Linked DNA regions of Rattus norvegicus: region 2 is linked to region 1. A link is a contact called in public Hi-C data. All regions are on one chromosome and are shown on one strand. The core of a region is the stretch at or near the end of the contact, and the rest is flanking DNA. Distances in the headings are between cores, read along the strand shown.

Region 1 (7,762 bases), core at 3,525-6,024:
GGCAGCACTGACAGGATGTTGACCATTCCATCACCTGGTCCTTCTGTTCTACCAATTACAGAGCACCAATTTGGACCGCTGGCTCATAGATCCTGCCAAGCCACCGCACAAGACTGAATGAGTAAACAGCGTGGCTTACCCACACAATGGGATATTATTATTCAGCCGTAAAAAGAAATGACGTACGATAGGATTCCATTACTAGAGTAATCCTGGAAGACATCATTTTAAGGGGGAAAAGCCGAGCACAAAAGGCTACACAGCACGTGATTAAACTGTAAACACTGCCCAGTACAGGGAAGTCCGAACGATGGAAAAGAAGCCATTGGTTGCTGGAAACTGTAGTGGGAAGTGATTACCGAATGAGTACTGGTGTTTTCAGGGGTGATGACCATGCGTCAAAGCTACCTAGTGCTGGGACGGCACTGAGTGTGAGACGCGTCTGAGTCACACCTTGTGTTCCCCATGCTCCCATTCCGGCCCTGTTCTTGGTGGGTTGGCCAGAGCAACATGCTCAGACCTCAGAACTGGCACACAGTTGCCATCTTCATTGCTGTGTCCTCAATCCCTACTCCCTGCATTGTCACCCCCACCCCTGCTCTGTCCCTTCCCACTTCTGTGCTGTCAGCCCTCACCCCTGCACATTCACTCTCATCCCTATGCTGTCTCCCCTCCCCTGCACCATCACTCCACCCCTGCACTGTCACCCCCCACCCATGCATTGCCACCCCAATACCTGAACTGTCATCCCCATCCCTTACTTGGCTAATACTTTTTGGCACATGCACTCATGTTTTGATGTGGAGCTCCTAAGACTGGTTTGTGGAGTTCCTCTTCCACCCCTCACTACTTGGAAGCCACTTGATGTGCCCAGGGCAATAAACCTTTATTTTTAAAAATTCCATCCACATGCATGATATTGTTAGTTATTCCTCTGCATAATAAGCTACCCCGAAGTTTAATGACTTAAAACAATGACAATGTTGACTTTACTCGCACGTGTGTAATCTGAGTGCAGCTTAATGGAACTTGCTCCTCTCTGTCTCATGTAGGCCCAGGCAGCCAATCTAGAAGCACAACCTGTCTCAAAGTTCTCTTACTCACTGATGTAAGTTGATGTCATCATTGACCAGAACCTCAGCTATGGTAATGGCTGGGACACGTATTCACAGCCAAGCCACATGACCTGAACTTCTTTATAGTATGATGGCTCAGCTCTAAGGTGAAAAGATCTGCAAAGAAACAGAGCCAGAGCTGTGAGTCATGGAGTGCACTCTCATCCTGCTGGAGATGCACCCTTAAAGTCAATCCACATCCAATGGAGGCAAGCTAGACCTCTTTTACTGGAAGGAACATCAACAATCTTATAATCTAGAGCCAGTGAGAAGCTCAGGGGAGAAAATACTTGCAGCACAAGGCTGACAATGTGGATCTGATCCCCTGAATGCCCTTAAAGGTAGAACCTTTAACCACATAACCTTTTCCTGGCAATCATGTACATGCTGTGGCATGTGTGCTACATGTACCACACACACACACACACACACACACACACACACACACACACACACACACAGCCTTGTGAAAATCAATACAAACACATTCCTAATCTAGAATAAGAGCTATGGAAGGCTTTTTGGGTTAAGACACCATCAAGCCTGACAACCTAAGTATGAACCCCGGAACTTACACAATGGAAGGAGAGCAGCAACCCCAGAAAGCTGGCCTCTGACATCCATACCCACACTGTGTGTCTGCATGCCTACATCCATTCACATGTGCACCCATAAACAAATAAATGAAGTATAATTTTCTTCTAAAAACAGGAGCTTCTATCCAAGAGCCCAGAGCCATCTTGCCCCCTGTAATATCCTCTTTATTCACAGTTAGTGTATTTTGTTCCTTAGACTTCCTGCTCCATGAGGTCATGCCAATTTTGCTCAGTGTCATATCATTAGCCTGTCATACTCTGGCTGAATAGTTATAAAATATTTCATCTGAACTGTGACCATGGCATTTGAGAGATGGTTAAATCAATGTGCCAGTGGATGATTGGACATGATATCTCTTAATGTTTATTGGTTCTTTTAGAAGGCTTTCAGTTTATTAGTCTGCCCCTCTGTGGGCAGAAATTAGGGCTAGGGCAGACCCTAAGCTGAAACAAGTGGCCTGCATACCCATCTGATTTGGTATCCAGGAGAATATGTAGATACTTTTGCCATCTGCTCTTATAGAGAACTAGACTGAGAGAAACAAAGCTCCAAATCCCTGAAACCCATGATATATAATTTTTTATCTTAATTGGAAATTGTCTCAATAACTATTGTTCTCTGAACATCAACCTGACCCATTAGCCAGCCTGGTATAGCTAGTCTCAAGTGAGGTAGATTCCCACCCCCAACCCCTCCCAGGAGATATTACCACAAATAGAGACATCTTACTGTCTCAACTGAGGATGGCACTGGAATCTAGTAAACAGAAACTAGCGATGTTGCTACGCAACCTGCGATGCACAAAACCCTGATAGACCAGAACCTTGATGGACCATCACCTGTCACCTTTCTTGCACCATGAAAGAATTAACTGGCTGCATACTAGATGGAGCAGAATTAAAGAGAAAGAAGATGAACCCCCACTTTCTATATAACCTGCCTACAGGAGATGGGATTAAAACAGGTGTCTAGGACACTAATCAGCTGTCTTCTCAGACTGCCAGTTGACTGGATAAAGTGACATTTTAAGATTCAATTTCCATCTTTGCTTTACTGGCCTCTGTAAGTGACAGGTAACACAAACTGAATTCTGATTTCATTAGCATCACTGTTGCTATTAAGAGTAGAGTAAATTTGTAACTATTTAGTAAGAAGTATATGGGACACCCATGGTTTAAAAGTTTTCTTATGATCCATATAGTATTGAAATATTGGGCCCCATGGTCAAATTTGTAGAGAGAAAGAGTTAAGACTATTGCTCTCTCACCCCAGAAAAATCATCTTTCTGCTTTCCTATCTATGTGCAATATTCCTTAGCTCGGATAGTTAATGCCACAGAAGACAAAGATGTTGAGGTAAAAATCTACATTCCAAGCCATAATGAACACTGACCGGATTCGTAACCTAGACAAAGTTGGATGTCTGGGTGCTGGTACGGTCTTGCAAACACAAGTGTGTTTTAAATGCCCACCAGAAGGAACATTACTCTAGACAGATTGTGAATGCACAGACTATGGTATTGTGTGCGGAGCTGAGCATACGGTAAGTCCTAAGTAACTGCTCTTGGAATGTTGTTTGAAGGAGACTCTATTGATTCATTTCTGTTGCTGTGATAAAATACCCTGACAAAAAGCAGTGCAGGAGGTGAAGGTTTTATTTTAGCTTAAAATTTCAAATACACTGTGATAGGGAAGTCACTGTGGTGGGAGCTTCAGAGAGGTGGTCACATCACATCCAAGAGAAAGTCAAACATGGAAAGACCATGAACACATGCATGCATTACTAGTCGCTTAGCTTGCTTCTTTCACTTTCATACCATGTAGCCCAGGAATTGGTGCTGCATATACTCGCAGTAGATCTTCCCAACTTAAGTAACCAAATAAGAGAAACCCCTCAGAGACACCCCACTGGACAACCAGTCCTTCAGTGAGACTCTTCCCAACCACTAGGATTGGCTAGACACAGATGTGTGGCATTATCTCAAAAACCTCAGTAGAATTTGACTTTCTTTAAAACTGTGACACTTCCATAAAGAGATACCTATAAGTACCAACAGGAAATAGGACTCACAGTCATGGATGCTCAACTTCCTTTAGATACAAAGAAGGGAGCAGTGTACATGACCATTGCCTGGGGAATCGTGAGAAGAGAAGACCGGGCCGTGGCAGCATGGGTTTAGTTAGTTTTCTGATTATTTTCTTTCCCTTATCTTTTTCCTTTATTTTTCTAATGCTGAGTATTAAGCTCAGGGTCTTACAAATGCAAGCTGTTTATGCCCTAGCCTAGTACTTGAAAACCACAGTTGGTTAAACCCGTAGCTGCATAGACCGTGGCTAAAGAGGATTGACTACAGCCAGATGTCGAGCAAAGCCAGCACCTGTAAGACAGTAAATGGGATAAATAGTCATGATAGAGTCGGAACCATTGGCTACAGCAGCAGTCACTGTATCTGTCGATCACATGGTGGACCGAGCATGGTTTCTGGGTGGTTTTGCACATATTTGCTTATTTATTACTCACAGGGATTGCACCAGCCCATGTCAAGCCTCATTTTCCTGTCTCACCAATAGGGATACTGAGGCTGTCGTTACTGAAACAGGGTGTTACAGGGCTAAGTGAGAGGGTGGGGATTCTGAACCCCCAAACCCTTCAGGATTCTTTCCTATGGTAGATAAGTTTGGTCAAATGAACCCCAAATACAGGAATGACAATGCTGTTATCTGTCTAGGCAGTCATATCAGTTAGCCAGGGACCAAATCACACCAACATCTGTGCAGTGACATCACCACTATACCAGGATCTCAGATCTCTGGAGCCTCAACTCTGTTCTTCTCATATAGCCCTTTACCCTCCAACCACACAGTCCTATCCTGGTGTGTATTTTTAACCTCTGAAGTGGCTACACGGTTTAAATAGCCGTGTCTCCTCCAGCAACTGTATCCTTTCCATAAGGAGTTTTAAGCAGATAAGTTAAATCAGAACAATATGTTGTGCAATAAGGGGAGGGCTGTAGAGCTGTTTTTGCCCAGGGGTGGGGGGGGAGCTTCAATGTGCAGGAATTTATGGAAGAACATGAAAGAAAATAAAGTATCTTCACACTTAAGATGATCTTTGATTGACTTAACTGATACCATTCGGAGGGGGTGGAGATAAATAGTCTTCCACCCAGATTCACTTTGCTCTAAGTGATGGCTTCCCTTTAGCTGGCACATTTTGCAGGGGTTGGTTGCGCGCAGCTTGGGGCATGAGCATTGTGGCATTGTGGGACGTTGTTTCAGCCTGCGACTTGAGGGTTATGAGCTCGGGGAAGAGACAGTTAAAGCTTCCTCGCACCAGCAAGATGAGTTGTACCACAGCGCTCATGCCAAGGTCAGCAGTCTGAGTGGAGCTGAGACACTTAATGCCCGTTCCAAGCAGTGCCAAGCACCTCTGGAAGCCCCTGCCTAGGACCCCAAATTTAGATTCATGCTGCAGTCTGGAGAGTGTTCTGACGGCTGCCGGGCTACAGGGAAAAGCACACTGCACACTGCCTCTGAAACGAGACAGAGCTCTCCAGGCTGGGAGTCTGAGGAAGCCGGACCTGAGCAGCGCTAGTCAGGTGAGTCGGGGATGGGGGACTCAGATAATGTGGGCTGTCTGGCCCATGCTTCTTCCCGTGTTGTTATGAACAGTCATTCTGCTGAGGCTGGCTGTTGCGGTGAAGCAGATTGATTCAGGAAGATTTCTTGTATTTCCCTAATTCCTTGTTAAAAAACAAGAACCAGGCTTAGCCTGCACTTGGATCATAAAGCCCCCTCCAAAAACAGGAGGATTATCTTAGAGGGGACCTAGCCAAGGAGGAATTGTAGTCCAGACTCTGCTTAGTCCCAGAAGCCCAGAATCTGATCAACATGTCCCCAGGGGGATTTCATGGGATGCTTCGAAAGAGACTGAGATGGTGACCGATACACTGGGGTGGGGGTGGGATGGCCAATTTCTAATTTGGAACCTATCCTAGACTTAACAGGAAGCTAGTTGGTATTAGGTGGAAAATATCACATAAGCTGTTAGTGTCTGAATTCTGCACAGGAAAAGATGATTATCCTTACTGCAGTGAGCTTGAGGTCCTTGGGGGATGGAATTACACCCTGGTTTGCATTTGTGTTTGCATCCCTGGCATAGGGCCTGGTGTTTGACACACATGAGAATGGCTTGTCATCCTAAAAAAATGATATGAGATTTGGGTCATAGCCCTAGCACATCGGAGAAGCGGCTTGGGGAACCGCTGAGAGCACATGGGAGACATAGAGCAGTACTCGTAGTAGAGGATCACATTAGCTTGGGTTGGAACAGACTTAGGCCAGCACATTGCCCTGGTGGCTGCAGCAAAGATTTTGGTGAGACTCCATGGTCTTGAAAGCCCAAATGGGGTCAGTTTACTAGAAGTGAGGTTCTGGACAGGCAGTGCTGGTGAACAGGCAAATAGTCTTGTTTTATTTTGCAGGAGGCTTACCCTGTCACAAGAGTTTGCTGTTCAATAATCATTCATTGACCCTTGTCTACATTTAGGGCCAGGTACAAGAACCCCATGGTATTGATGGAGGTGGATGTGTACTCCTGACCCACCTCTTGATCTTGTCTTGGAGGTGACGTGTGGGCTTCATCCCTTAGCAACGTGCTTGGGTTCTCTTTTCCTGCAGTCTCTGCTCTCCTGTCATCTTCACTCAAGCATGCATCATCTGCATTTGTTGTTTAAGCTTAGCCACAATTTCTAAAAAGCCCCTCCAGCTCATGTCTCTTCTTCCTGGAAGCATCCAGTGTCTGTGACGTATTAGATTATATTGATCTGTAGTAGCCCAAAGCTGATATTCCTCTAGGGTTGGGTCTATGATTCCAAGCCCCCAAAAGACTACCACCATGTGGCACACAGGATAGAGGACCCCATTCAACTGCGGGGGGAGACAAAGGGAATCCAAACCCTGGGAAACTCGGGAGGCTTTCCCAAGGAGTGTATCTGTGGGTGACATCCGGAAATGCAAACAGTGGAGACCAGTGTCCAGATGCTGCTGCAAAAGGCTGTAGTTCAGAGGCTATACAATGCATGGTTAGGGCTCACGGCAGGCTGCCTGAACACATAGGATAACATACAATAAGACCCTTGCTCTACACTGTATAGAGTGTGACTACAATCTACCTGAGCTTGAATTGTGGTACAGAGAGAACAGGCTGTAGTCTTAGCAGCACCTATCCTAGCACTTTGTGGCTCATACGTCAACATCAACACGGAGATAACTAGATAACCTTAAAGCTTAAATTTTTGTCTCATAATCAAATCCTAGGTTCATGATGTGGAAGCTAAATCACATGTTTGTCAGGGTACTGGTACCGCCACACTGCTTCTTTCACTGTGCAGCAAGCTTGAGGACCGTGGTCCATGTTACCCTTCCAGATCTACCACAGCACCGTAGCCCAGATGGCAGGTTGTGCATATGAGCCTGGAGCTGTGCTTTAGTACAAAGGCTTTGACAAATGCACCAGAGCTGGTACAGGAAAGAAATTCAGGCAACCTAGTGTCAGGGAAGATTAGCATGCAGCTGCCTCTGTCTCTCCCTATTGGATGTTGGAGAAGTCAATCAAGTGACCAAAGAGATTTGCATACTGCTCATCTATAAGCCTGTGTTAGAGGGCTGGTGCAGTCACCAGAAACTACTGTTCTGGTATATACTGTGGGTTCTTAGGATCAGCTTTTTTCCTAAGTGACTTTCTAAAGCACTTCTCCTATGCAGTGGGCAAAGATGTTGCCTTTGATAGTTCTGATTAGCAGAACAGATTACCAGGAAGATGGATAGGATCTTTCTCCCTGGGTCAAGGAGGTACAGTGTACAGAAGACCGAACCTGTCCTAGAATCCAGAACACATGGGTGCTTACCCCCCAACCCCCCCCACACACACATACAAATGAGGAGAGGGAGATGATGTGTGAAGGAAGCGCCTGTAGATAAGGCTGTAACTAACAGGACTTGATGAGCCTAAGTCATGTACAAGCTGGGCAAGAGGGAAGTTATGCATGA
Region 2 (7,762 bases), core at 2,113-4,612, 190 kb before region 1:
GGTGTGCACACACACTCAAGTGTTCGTATGAGTTTGTGCTGTACCCAAGGTAGGGTGGGGCCAATCTGTGCCCACGGATACCTCTGAGGGACATTTGTGAGGACCTGGCATGCTGAGGCACAGCCAGAGCAGAAAAGATGAAAAGGGAGGGTCAGTGCTTTGGTTGCTGTTGCTTGTTTCAAGAGGCCGAGAAGGGGGAGTGGCTTAATGCCTCCATCAGGTAAATGAGTCAACTGTTTAACCAGGAACACTTTTTAAGATTTATCTGTATAATCAATTATGGTTTTTTTTTTGAGAAGAAAAGGAATAATTCACATTTATTCGGATGTATTATAATGTTAAATGGTTTTGTAGAATATCATTTTATACGTTAGTATTCTATAAAAATGTGCTGAGAGAAAAAGCTACCAGTTATAATTATAAAAGTACAGCCATGGGGAGCCCCAGACAAATGTGACCATTAAGACTCTGAGAGTTAATTATGTATTCAGCAATGTTTATCCCTAACAGGGAAACCACATACCTCAGCCATGGGCAGAGAAAGGAAGTGTGTACTGGATGGATGTAAAATGGTACCTGGCTTACACTCTGCAACAGAAGCATTTTCATTTCACCAAATAAAACTGGAAAGATTAAAAACTACCAAAGAGTAAATGTCTCTTAGACAACAGCCCTTTAAATAGTTTATTCCTGCTGTTGATAATTTGACTTTTCCTTTTAGAAAAGTGTGTGCTGTTCTTGCTGGGTAGGGCTTCAACCACATTCCCTTTCTTTTTCTTTATAAAAGAAAATTTATACTTAGATTTTTTTCTCTTAAGGAAAAGAAGTGTATACAATATAATTAGAAAAATAAAAGATGTTTACAGATTTTTTTAAAAATCTTTTTCTTCCCTTCCCAGTCCTTGAATAACTAGAGAGGACATCAAAAAATGCGTGTGGATCCTTATTACAGAATATCAATCTAGCTGATCTTTTGTAAAAGCTCTCCTAAAGGGGAGGACAGCAGGGCTTGCTCTCAGGTCTGCTCCTGCAGCCAGCTTCTGGAATCCCCAGTCTCTGCCACTGTGTACTAAAGGACCCAGCAAGCCTCTCACTTGTCACTTTGAGCCTCTAGACTCCCACAGTAAAGCGCTGCCTCTTTAGCTGGGATCCACTTTCTCCAACAAATGATTCTTCAGTCTTTGAACACAAGTTCTGTGTGTTTTTGAGTGGCATCCCCACCCCCAGAGCAGCCTTCCGAGAACGAACACACACACACACACACACACACACACACACACACACACACACACACACACACACACAGAGGCTCTGTGACTGCCTCTCCTGAGGTCATTCATCTTCTGAAGCTGTGCACAATTTCATATCAGGAAGGTAGCAAAAATAGGTGCAGAATTTAAACTGCCAGACATTTTCAAACACGTTTTCTTTTAACCACATAAGATGTCAGGTGGTCTTTGAGGTTGAGGCAGGTGAAATGCCTCAGAGTAGCCTGAGGTGTATAGAGTAAGATCCTGTCTCTAAACAAAACAAAACAACAACAAAAACAAAACAAAACAAAACAAAACAAAACAAAAAACGGGCCAGAGAGGGCTGTGGAAGGGGAGGTCACATAGTAACAATGATGGTATATGCCCCATGCTTCGCAAGGGGAAGCTAAGACGAAATACCTCCCCGTATGTACAGTGTAGATTTCCCTTGTGATGGGGACTAGCTGGCCCCACCCCATCCTCTCCTGTTGTCCCCATTGCTGGGAAATCAGGCTGTTCACAGGAAAACAGGAGAGAATGTCTGGTTTGCCTCAAAGATGGATTTCCACACTCCTCTTGGGTTTTCTACATCTATAGACATCAGGTTAACCAGTATGGCTGCAAATTTTGGGTTCCAATGGCCTTAAACAATAAATAAAATGCCAACGTTATCAAGTCTGAGGACTGAGGTTAGCTTCAATATTACATGTGCTTGGGACAGTGCTTTTCTTTAGGGTGAACATGATAAGGGGGAAATACAGGGACCCCACCCCACCTCCGGTTTTTTTTTAAATAAAATGACCTAAGAAGACCTGGCACCATTGTATGTCCGGGGGTCGGGTGTGTGGGAGATGAGAATCGTAGTGCCCTGTGAAGTACACCAACCTGAAAGGAAGTGTGTTTAGATAATTCCACTAGTACCGGGCGGCCGATTTCTCGGGTGAGCGACTCCGGGTGGGGTGAGGGGCTGTAGATCTTAAGAACCAGTCCCCCAGCGCTGGGGGTGGGTAGGCATGAGGAAAACAGGGTGAGCAGCCAGGTTAAAAAGAAAGCAGAAAGACTTCTTTTCATTGTCCTCAGAAGAGCCATAGGTGGGTAAGAGACAACACAAAGAAAAGCGAGTTTCCAAGGAGCCCGGCAAAAGCAGTAGGCTGGAGCCGCGACTCCAGCGGCAGCCTTAGCAGGCAAATAAGAAATATCTTTGCTTTAAACGCGAGTACACCTCATTTTAGCTTTGGTTTGTACCGTTGGGTTAAAATAGCAAATGACCCAGAAGGTGCGTGCTGGGAGGCAGAGCCAGGGTTTCAGGACCGAGCTGCAGGGGAGGAGGGCGTGGGTGATGGACAGAGGAGGCGGGACGCGGGGGAGGTGGGGAGGTCTATGGAGTAGAAAGTGGGGGAGGGGCGGCGGGTGGCGATGCTGAGTCCCGGGCCCGTTGACCCGTCCCGCCTGAATCCCTGAACTCCTTTCGGAACCGCTCGGGAGCCGCCTGGACAAGGCGGTCTCTGCAGACCGTTACTCGGGCCGAACCGGGAGAGGCGCGCGATCCAGGAGGAAAAACGAGACGGGGAGAGACTGGACAAAACCCTGAGGGTGCGCGGGGGAGGAGGGCCGGGGGAAAGGGACGGCAAGGCGGCCGGGCTCCTGAAAGGGGGAGAAAAGGAACCAGAGGATGAGCCCACGTGCGCGGCGCCGCGCGGTGTCGAAGCGCCACCTTCCGCCGGGCAGGGGCGCAGCGCGATCTCGCGCGGGTTTAGGGCGCGACCCGGTCGGGACGAGCGGGAGCACCCACTCGCAGTGCCCGAGTGGGTGCATCTGCACCAGGGTTCAATCTATCGTCCCTTGAGTCCGCGCTGGTCTCTCTCACTCGGTCCTGCATCCGCCCCGGGGACACGCGCAGCTGTGCGCACTCGCGGATTTCTTTTGAAAAAATAACATATTTCTAGACAACCCCCCCCCCATCTTTGCAAACTGGCCAGGAGGCGGGGCTGGAGGTGGGGCCCGTGGTTAATAACGGGAGATAGGCGGAGTCGAGACCAGCTATTGGCTGGGGGGAGTAGTGATGTCACCCATATGACACCCTGATAACGAGTTGAGAGAGAGCCCTCAACTTTTTGCAGAAGAAGCGCGCGCGCCTGGGAGTGCTTGGGGTCCGGCGCTTGCGGCGGCTGCCAGGAGTGGGAGAGCGAGAAATCAAGCGAGTGAGAGAGAGAGCGCGCGCGGGTCCCGGGCCGCCGCCGCCTCCTCTCCGGTCGCCGCAGCCGCCGCCGCAGCAGGGAACGGGACCGGGGGGGAGGGGGGCAGCCGCGGACCCGCGGGGCCAAGGACTTTGCAACTTGCCGGAGAAGGTGGAGGGGCGGGAGGGGGAGGGGCGCCCGCGCAGGAGACCGAGCGCCCAGCCCCGCCGCGGACCATGGTGCAGCAGGCCGAGAGCTCGGAAGCCGAGAGCAACCTGCCCCGGGACGCGCTGGACACCGAGGAGGGCGAGTTCATGGCGTGCAGCCCGGTGGCCCTGGATGAGAGCGACCCGGACTGGTGCAAGACGGCGTCGGGCCACATCAAACGGCCCATGAACGCCTTCATGGTGTGGTCCAAGATCGAGCGCAGGAAGATCATGGAGCAGTCGCCCGACATGCATAACGCCGAGATCTCCAAGAGGCTGGGCAAGCGTTGGAAGATGCTGAAGGACAGCGAGAAGATCCCGTTCATCCGGGAGGCGGAGCGCCTGCGCCTCAAGCACATGGCTGATTATCCCGACTACAAGTACCGGCCGCGCAAAAAGCCCAAGACGGACCCAGCCGCCAAGCCCAGCGCGGGCCAGAGCCCGGACAAGAGCGCGGCGGGCGCTAAGGCAGCCAAGGGCCCGGGCAAGAAGTGCGCCAAGCTCAAGGCGCCTGCGGGCAAGGCGGGCGCAGGCAAGGCGGCGCAGCCTGGGGACTGCGGCGCGGGCAAGGCAGCCAAGTGCGTCTTCCTGGACGACGATGATGAAGAGGACGACGAGGACGACGAGCTGCAGCTACGGCCCAAGCCGGACGCAGACGACGACGACGACGAGCCCGCGCACTCGCACCTGCTGCCGCCACCGGCGCAGCAGCAGCCCCCTCAGCTGCTGAGGCGCTACAGCGTGGCCAAGGTGCCCGCCAGCCCCACGCTCAGCAGTGCCGCCGAGTCCCCCGAGGGCGCGAGCCTGTACGACGAAGTGCGCGCGGGCGGCCGGCTCTACTACAGCTTCAAGAACATCACCAAGCAGCAGCCTCCGCCCGCGCCTCCCGCGCTGTCGCCCGCGTCCTCGCGCTGCGTGTCCACCTCCTCATCCAGCGGCAGCAGCAGCGGCAGCGGCGCCGAGGATGCCGACGACCTCATGTTCGACCTGAGCTTGAATTTCTCCCAGGGCGCGCACAGCGCCTGCGAGCAGCCACTGGGCGCGGGAGCGGCGGGGAACCTGTCCCTGTCGCTGGTGGATAAGGACCTGGATTCCTTCAGCGAGGGCAGCCTGGGCTCCCACTTCGAGTTCCCCGACTACTGCACGCCGGAGCTGAGCGAGATGATCGCGGGGGACTGGCTGGAGGCGAACTTCTCCGACCTGGTGTTCACGTATTGAGGGGCACAGGGCTCCTCGGGAGGCAGTCGTGGCGGTCAGGATAAAGAGGATGGTGGGGGGAGGGGGAGAAGATGCTCATGGTCAGAGATGTGGCGCAGAGAAATTGGAAACGGTGATGAAATGTTGGAGTTAAAGTGAAATGAGTAGTTTTAAACAGATTTTCCAGGTTTTTTTTTTTAATCTTTTAATTTTTAAAAAAATTTTTTGGTCTCCCCACTCTTCCCTTCCTTTATCGTGTCTCAAGGTAGTTGCACACCTAGTCTGGAGTTGTGATTTCCCCCACCCGTAAAAAAATCGTGTTTTGTAATTTCTATTTCTTTTTCCTGAAATTCGTGATTGCAACAAAGGCGGAGGGGACCGGGCGGGGGAGGGGAGGAGGCCCCGCTCCGGAAGGCGCTGTTTGAAGCTCGTGGCTCTTTGAAGTCTGAAAGACGTCGGCAGAGGACCCTTTAGACGGCACAACTGTTACTCTAGGGAGTTGATATTTTTTTTTTCTTAAGAGATTTAAAAAGGAACTGGTGATTTAAAAAAAGAAAAACACAAAAAGGGACCATTGCAACCTTTTTATTTTCTTTTCTTTTTTGGAGGGAGAAAGCTGATGTCTTCTATGCATCCGATTTCTTAAACTGCAGGGAGCTTGAAAAAATGCAGTCTGTACAAACGCTTACAAAAATCATAACTGTGAACTGACTTAAGACCAGAGTTTACTTTTCAGATCAAATTGTTTATGGTTTTACAAATGTGATTTCTACTTGGCAACCTTTTTTTGGTAACTCGTTCCCTTATACCTCCTTGATTGAATACCTTACAGCCTAGACCTCAGTACAAAAAGGTATTGAAACATTTTTGATACATAACAGACCTCAATCTTTTTTAAAAATTAATATATTTTCAGGCGTATTTTTGTACAGTGAAAAGGGAACAATCTTGCTGTGTTTTTTCAGTAAGACTTTCAGGCACTTCTTCCCTTTTGATTTCTTTTTCTTTTTTCTTTTCTTGTTTTTGTTTTTCTTTCTTTTTGTTTGTTTTTTTTAGCATGCAAATATGTTGGTACGTTATGTCCTGGTTTAAAAGGATTAAAAATTTAAAAGTAATCCTTGCATCTAAAGGCCTTGTGGTTTAAAAAAAAAAGCAAACTTTTTTTGTACAGCTATAGTAGAGATTTGTTCAATATTTGTAGGTAAAGATTTATTGAAAATGGTGACCTAGACCTCAGAGCTGTTCTTAGTTTAAGACTGTATGTACTGTATCATAGTAGGACCTATGTATCTCATCGCTGTGATGTGTGGACGGGGCCCCAGACGGAAGGTTTGAAACTGGATACTCGATTTTTATCAAAAAGAAAAAGGAAAGGCACATAGTTTAAAATTTTCTCATTTTGTGCAATATAATCTAAATAAACAGACCATTGCATATTTAGTAGCAAATGGTGGCGAAACAGACTCAATGCACTGTCGAAGTCACCGCCGGGGTTTTTGGGTTTTTTTGTGTGTGTGTGCTGAAGTCTGTGTCTTGATTTTAATAAATCAGCAGGATCTGATAGAAGCTCGCATGGCCCATAGTCTCTCTTAAGTCCATCCCGGGGCCGCGTGTTCACAGATCAGCGGACGCGGGTGTCCGAGGGCGGATGCCGCTTCTAGAGCCCTTAGGCTGCCATGTAGGTGGCAGCCCGGTGTCCTCCCTTCTCACCCCGCCTTGCGTCTCCATTCCCGCCGTGAGCTTCGCGCCGGTGTGTGCGTGGCGAGTCCGGAGCTAGTGTCCACAGGGCTAGGCCTCCGCTTCTGGCTTTGGCTTTTTTTTTTTTTTTTTTTTTAAATCTCCACCCCCATCCGCGGGCAGCCTGGCTGCGCGCGCGCTCAATGGGATACAAGTGGAGAGGGCCGCGCCCTTCTGGGTTATCCACGCGGGTGGGGCAGGAGGAAAGCAAATGCGCCTAGAGCCGCCTCCACGGTACAGGGTGGCTTTGGTTTCTTTGATGGAGCATTTGCCTCCCGGGGCCCTCCACTCCCCTCCCCTAGCCAGCCTGTCCCTGGCGGTGTCCCGCGAGCAAGCCCAACTCCCCGGGGCCGCGGCGCCCGCGACCGAGGAACCCTTCCGGCGGTGAATTGAAACTCGGTGCCCAACAGCCCGACTCTAGACCCACAGAAACCGTTACGGCGCGGGCGCTGACCACGGGGACTTGGCCAATAGGGATCCAGGTCGGGGCCCCACGCAGGATGCGAACTGCAGGTAGAGAGCTCCTCTGAGCTGCTCGATCTCACAGCGCGCGTGGGTGGGGCGGCGGCCCCGTGTGGCTTTTTGGGACTTCCAAGCCCACCCCTCCCCCACAGCGCGCTGCTGTGAACCACGCGGGGACCTTTAAGGCGAGAATAATCCCACCAGCAGTTTACAGGGGACAGTTTCTGAAGCCTAAGGAAAGGGCATTCTGAGTGTCTTGAGATCTTTACATTTGCATGTGTTTCCTGTTTTCCAGCGGGCGTTTTCCGTGGCGAGGAAGGAACTTTTAAGTAAATTAGAAAAGATGTGAGGATTTGGCTTCAGAATGGAAGCATAGCAGTAATTTGTATTTTAAAATTATGTGGCCGAGTTTCTTGGTAGGAAAATAAGAGACAGTTCTTGGTTGGAGATCAGAAAAAAAAAAAAAGATTTTTTTTTTTAATCCCAGTTAGAACTCAGGAAAGGCGCTTGAATGCGCTTTTAAACAATATTTAAAGCAGTTTAGACGAATGCATTGTGAAGACCATTCCCAATGAACTCTATTGAATGTCTAATACACAGGTATTCCAGCTACTGGCTAGGCTTCAATAAAAGTTTAGCTGCATTTTTTTCCTCCTAAGTAAGTCTTATTTTTAACTGAGCATTGACAGTATCTTAAAATGGTAACGTGGGCGTGGGCGTTGTGTGCATAGCA

What was found. A called contact is a pair of places that touch in the nucleus more often than the background predicts.
Region 2: a contact with region 1 is called in a Hi-C map of prefrontal cortex, with 4 times the contacts expected there. The contact joins the promoter of Sox11 here to the promoter of Silc1 in region 1. A contact is called at or near these places in 2 of 12 Hi-C or Micro-C datasets (frontal cortex and prefrontal cortex).

Annotation. Positions count from the first base shown.
Region 1 is chr6:49,550,801-49,558,562 of GRCr8, reverse strand. Silc1 (sciatic injury induced lincRNA upregulator of SOX11) reads left to right here and starts at 4,774. Exons shown (of 2, transcript XR_354716.5): 1 at 4,774-5,310.
Region 2 is chr6:49,734,394-49,742,155 of GRCr8, reverse strand. Sox11 (SRY-box transcription factor 11) reads left to right here and starts at 3,362. Exons shown (of 1, transcript NM_053349.2): 1 at 3,362-5,383. The coding sequence starts at 3,664. The coding sequence ends at 4,851.